Regions from separate parts of the Capra hircus genome. Here region 1 is linked to region 2. The links are chromatin contacts, called in public Hi-C maps. All regions are on one chromosome and are shown on one strand. Each heading gives the region's core, a stretch centred on a gene start, on an enhancer-like site or on the middle of the called end of the contact. The rest is flanking DNA. Distances are from core to core; before and after follow the strand shown.

Region 1 (2,731 bases), core at 157-2,656, 210 kb after region 2:
CCCTGTGCCTCCAGCCCAAAGAACAGTACCCGGCACATAGTAGGTGCTCAGTAAATATTTAGCAAAAGAATAAATGAAAATATCAGCATATTCCACAGAACTCTGATCCCTTGTTTTTTGGATTCGGCAATCTTTCTGGAAGGAAGTAAAATAATATATATTCGTGGGTTTATCTAGACCCAATAAAAGGGAAAAAAAAAGTTCTTAAATCTCTTGGAAACATCAAACTCCCAATGTAAGCAAAAGAACTTGCAGGTTGAGCTCTAAGATATGAGACCTGGCTGGTCACTGAGCGTAGGTTGTGGGGCTGGGACCTTACATATGATTCAGTTACCCCAAATTTTAAGGCAAATCCATTTCAAAATCAAAACCTCAATAAGGAAAGTGGAGTGTGGCCTTACTCTGGCATTCCTACGAGAAGGCAGGCTTTCTGAAAAGATGCTACGTTGTAGATAACTCATCCACAAAAGGGGGGGGTGGGGGGTGGGGGGGATGGCGGTGCGGGGAGGGAGGGAGGGAAGGGGAAAAACCCCAGGATCGGGTGTCTTTCTCTGCTAAAGCTTCAGATGAAAACCGATCCGGGTGTGTGTGACCCTCCAAAAATCTGCCAGCCCCCAAAGTACTTAAGTTACCCGTCCGACCACAGCCACATGGAGAATGAAATTAAATCCCACGGAAAGATTTGACTTTTTTTTTTTAACATTATGCAATGTTTGGATGAAAAAAGGGAAGGGGGGACTATTAGAAGAAGAAGAAAAAAAAAACACCTCATCTTTTTCCCAGAGTTTAGCAAAGCTATTTCTAGCTTTTAACGATATATCTCACCATCACTTCATGGGTAGTTTTGAGAGGCGAGAAGGCGGGACCGTTCTGTTATGTAACCCATTTAAAGTAGGAAATTAGCAAGTCCTGAATGAATTCTGTTACTGTGCTCCGACTTGTGGAAAGTCTGGAGCGACTACAGTTCTATTTTGAGGTGAGCAAATCCATCATTTACAGATCAGCTCACAAATACCGCAGGGTTTCATGTCACCCTGAAAAGTTTCATAACAAAAACAGCTAAAGTACTTGGGGTGATGGAACATTTCGTCTCTAAACCTTATTAGCCCGAAGAGCAGCGAGGAGGGCAAGGCTTCTCAGTTGCCAATTATTCAAAAATGCAAATATCCAAGATCAAATAAATATTCATCTCACCCTGCTCCCATCTTGCTGCCTTTTTTTTTTTTTTTCAAGCTAAGTCCAGCAAAACAGTCCGGTCAACAACATAAAAAGAAATGTCTGTTTTTAACGGAGCCGTTGGCCGTGAAACAAAATTCTGAAGCTATGAAAGCAGCATCTTTAAGCAGAACCGTCAGGTATGGAGGGCTCGGCAGGCTGGTGAAAACAGGAAATAGAAAGGTCTTTGAGCCTCAGGTGCCCCCTAGCGGCGCGGCGGGAGCAGTGCCTGCACGGTCGTGGAATTTCACAGCAGGCAAATGTGGTCTGAAGCCTTTACATCGACCGCATGCGGTTAGGAAAAGTACCGTCCCTCTGCCCTGGAGCGCATGCGTCCCACATGGGCCCAGGGAGCCGCTGGTGACGCAGGCACAGCTAATGTAAAATCCCATCTCTAATCCGTAAACTGAGAACGGCCCTTTCAGCTGACAGCCAGCGAGAGGACACCAGCAGCCTGCACTGCAAAGAGCTGCTAATTAAAACATTTGGCCCGCTGGATGCTAACTGGCTTCTTGAGACAGGGAGTTTTACTGCTGGGCTCCTCTGGAAATGAAGGCTCCTACAAAGGGCAAAACTGACGCGTGCAGGTTGCGGGTGGGTTTCTCAGCCGCAACACTTCGGATGCTGGGTTGGGTGATCCTCTGTGGTGGGTGGGCTTGCCCGGTGACATGTAGGGTGACCTGCGGCATCCCTGCACGGTCCTCACTGGATCCCAGCAGAGCACACCCCACAAGCTGTGACAACCAAAAATGACTTCAGACATTGCCCGTGTCCCCTGCAGGACAAAATCGCCCCTGGTTGACAAACATACTGAATGAAACACAATATCCCCTGCATTCTACACAATAGCTTCAAAACCTCTTTTCCCTAAAACTTAAGTGACTTATTTCATGGGATCCTGAATCCTCGATCACTTAACAAAAGATTGGTGTTTAGTTGCTCAGTTGTGTCTGATTCTTTGTGACTCCATGGACCGTATGCAGCCCGCCAGGCTTCTCTTGTCTATGGGATTTTCTGGGCAAGAATACTGGAATGAGTTGCCATTTTCTCCTCTGGGGGAATCTTCCTGACTCAGGGATTGAACCCGTGTCTTCGGCATTGGCAGGCGGATTTTTTACCACTGAGCCATCAGGGAAGCCCCCGATAAAACATACTCAAAGCAATCAAAGACTGTGGGTATAAATAAAATATGAATCATAAAATAAATGTTTGCCTTTTTTAATAGAGATCATTTTTTGAAGTTCTAACATGTCTGGAATAGGCAACAGTACAGAATAATAAATAATGCATGGATTTGTGGTTTTTTTTGCTGAAATTGAAACAGTTCTTCACCCAGAGAAAAAGCTCTTTACTTTTTATGTACCACAAGACACACACAAAATAGGAGCATTATCATAAAAAGCTCTCATTCTGACACCAGAATTTCATGTTTCTGCACAAATTAAAATGATCCCCGAAGGCATAAAGTACACAAGCTTTATTGGGCAACAGCAACGGGCCACGCTGGCAGACAAAA
Region 2 (2,700 bases), core at 197-2,696:
GTTAAGTAACTTGTCCAAAGTCATCCAGCAAAAATGGCGGAGGTGGGATTTGAATTCAGACATACTGATCTGAGGGTCTGCGAAGTAACACTAACATAACTAACATGCTTAGGAGGTAAGAGGTAACAACAGAGTGAAGTCAGAATAACTGCCCTAATTTCTTTATCTTTCAGTGGAAGGAATTGTTCAATACCATCTAAAAGAATCCGTCTGCAATGCGGGAGACCTGGATTCAATCCCTGGATTAGGAAGATCCCCTGGAGAAGGGAATGGCAACCCACTTCAGCCTTGTTGCCTGGAGAATCCCCATGGACAGAGGAGCCTGGCAGGCTGCAGTCCATGGGGTCTTGAAGAGTCAGATATGACTGAGTGATTAAGCACTGCTGCTGCTGCTAAGTCGCTTCAGTCGTGTCTGACTCTGTGCGACCCCATAGACGGCAGCCCACCAGGTTCCCCCATCCCAGGGATTCTCCAGGCAAGAACACTGGAGTGGGTTGCCATGTCCTTCTCCAATGCATGAAAGTGAAAAGCGAAAGTCATGGAGTGCTGGAGTGGGGTGCCGTTGCCTTCTCCGACTAAGCACAGCAAGGATGAATAATTCAGAAGTAGAAGTAGACATATTATTAAAGGAAAACCCTCGTGGCTCAGATGGTAAAAACATCTGCTTGCAATGCGGGAGACCCGGGTTCGATCCCTGGGTAGGGAAGATCCTCTGGAGAAGGAAATGGCAATCCACTCCAGTACTCTTGCCTGGAAAATTCCATGGATGAAGGAGCCTGCTGGGCTACAGTCCCTGGGGTCACAAAGAGTCGGACACGACTGAGCAACTTCAATTTCAAAATTTCACCATCAGAAAAACTAGAAAACCTGAGCCAAGAATTGACCCCCCTGGGGAGGGGGCAGGAGAGAGGTCTCTGGTGGAAAAAGACTTCTGGTGTTACACTTTACTTTTTGGCACCCCCCCCCGGATATTTATATGCTGAGATATTACATTTGTCTTCATGTTTGCAGCTAATACTTCATTTTTATTGTTGAAACAAAATGTTTTATTATGTATTATTGCTATCGTTTTAGAAACAAGTTCAATTTCTCCCCCAAATTAATCCTCTCAACGTGTTGCCTCATCCTGACGACCCTGAAGGGAAGCTGCACCTTTTGGAGTAACACTCGTGGGCCGGGGGCGGGGGCGGGGGCGGCCCGGAGCCCCCCTCTCGCAGCCAGCTCAGCCTGTCCCCTCTCTTGTGTCCAGTCAAGCCTCCCTCCCACTCCCAGGAAAAGTCTGTCTGGCAAAGTCTTCCAAGTTCAGAACCTTGGCAGACGCAGTTTGCCAGAAGGAAGCCCACGACTCCAGGAAATGGCTGTTTGTCCCTCTGCCACAGGGCAAGGGTGTTGGAAGGCGGGCCCTGGGAGAGCCTAAAGAGGACTTGCTGGCACCGCGACTCGCACCCTCAGCGGGGGTGCTGGGGACATCTGTGGCCCCCTGCCTAGGTCTGGCAGCGTCCTCCAGCTCCCTGGAAGGTACTGGGGGGTGGCAGTCCCTGCAATGTCGGGGTCTCTTCACGCCCCCCCCAGAGGGTCTGCAACCGCTTGGCCTCCTGTGTCCCCCGCTCATCAGCGCCCGGCCCCCAGAGCCCCCTCTGGAGCTGCCGACCCAGCCGCAGGCCCGGCGAGGGCTCCAGACTCTGCCCGAAGCGACTGCGTCCCTGTGGTTCTCGCCGTGAGTCACGGCGGGTCTGCGCCGCCCTCCTATCTGGGGAGCCGGAGATCGCCCTTAATTCCCTCCAGCTGGGCCCTGCAGGGCTGAGGTAATCTGTTCTGGCGCAAGAGGAAAGCAGAGTTTGTTGTGTCTTTGTTTCATTCAAATGGTTTGGATGATGACTCACTCAATTTCTTCTTTCTCTCTTTTTAAACCAGGGCACCGTCTAGAAGTCGTTTTTGATTAGAAGTTGACCTCAGAAGTATGCGCGCATCATTTTCAAAACATCCGCCAGCACCGCAGAAACCGAGCATGAGAAGGGTCGCGGCGGACGGAGGCCAGGGACTGCGAGGGGCGGGGGGCACCGGCCTCAGTCAAAGCTGGGGTGCCGTCCCCCATCAGCTGCCCGGAAAGCGCACTGACCTGGGGCCAGCCGGGGGCGACAGGGACGCTTGTCCTCGTCGTGGTCATCCTCATGCAATGCCGGCCGATATTAGAGTCGTTACAGACCACGCCGTTCTCACGGAGCTGTCCGTCCAGCAGCATCCTGTCAGGCAGGCACTCCTGGAGTTTGCGGTCTGAGCGGCGTTGTCAGTACTTCTCAGGAGCTGGGAGGTCAGAGTGGAAGGTCAAAGCCCCGGACCCACTTGGGTGGGGCTATCTGGTGGCAGAATCAGAGGTCCCCCTGGGAACACAGAGCCCGAGGCAAAGCCTGCTCAGCCCCGCGGGAGAAGCTCTGAGCCGGTGAGGTGGCAAAGGGGTGTCAGAGGTGGTGAGCAGGACGTGAGTGGGGTTCAAGGTCGGCGGTGATAGGAGAGGGGAGGAAGTTGGCTACAGGGGCTGGCCAGCAGCAGAAAGCTGAGGCTGACCAAGGTCAGTTGTGTGCACGCATGCTCAGTCATGTCTGACTCTTTGAGACTTCATGGCCTGTAGCCCGCCAGGCTCCTCTGTCCATGGGATTTTTCCATGGTAAAAATACTGGAGTGGGTTGCCATCTCCTCCTC

The links. A called contact is a pair of places that touch in the nucleus more often than the background predicts.
Region 1: a Hi-C map of blood shows a contact between it and region 2, with 4 times the contacts expected there. The contact joins two enhancer-like sites. A contact is called at or near these places in 2 of 5 Hi-C or Micro-C datasets (both in blood).

What each region holds. Positions count from the first base shown.
Region 1 is chr13:78,943,770-78,946,500 of ARS1.2, forward strand. It overlaps ATP9A (probable phospholipid-transporting ATPase IIA), which reads right to left. Exons shown (of 28, transcript XM_018058040.1): 28 at 2,678-2,731. Among named protein-coding and RNA genes, the nearest start is that of NFATC2, 26 kb to the left of the region's middle. Within about 2 kb of position 1,407, at least 2 of the 5 cell types and tissues checked have an H3K27ac peak or open chromatin away from gene starts, as enhancers often do.
Region 2 is chr13:78,736,120-78,738,819 of ARS1.2, forward strand. No RefSeq gene overlaps it. Among named protein-coding and RNA genes, the nearest start is that of NFATC2, 180 kb to the right of the region's middle. Within about 2 kb of position 1,447, at least 3 of the 5 cell types and tissues checked have an H3K27ac peak or open chromatin away from gene starts, as enhancers often do.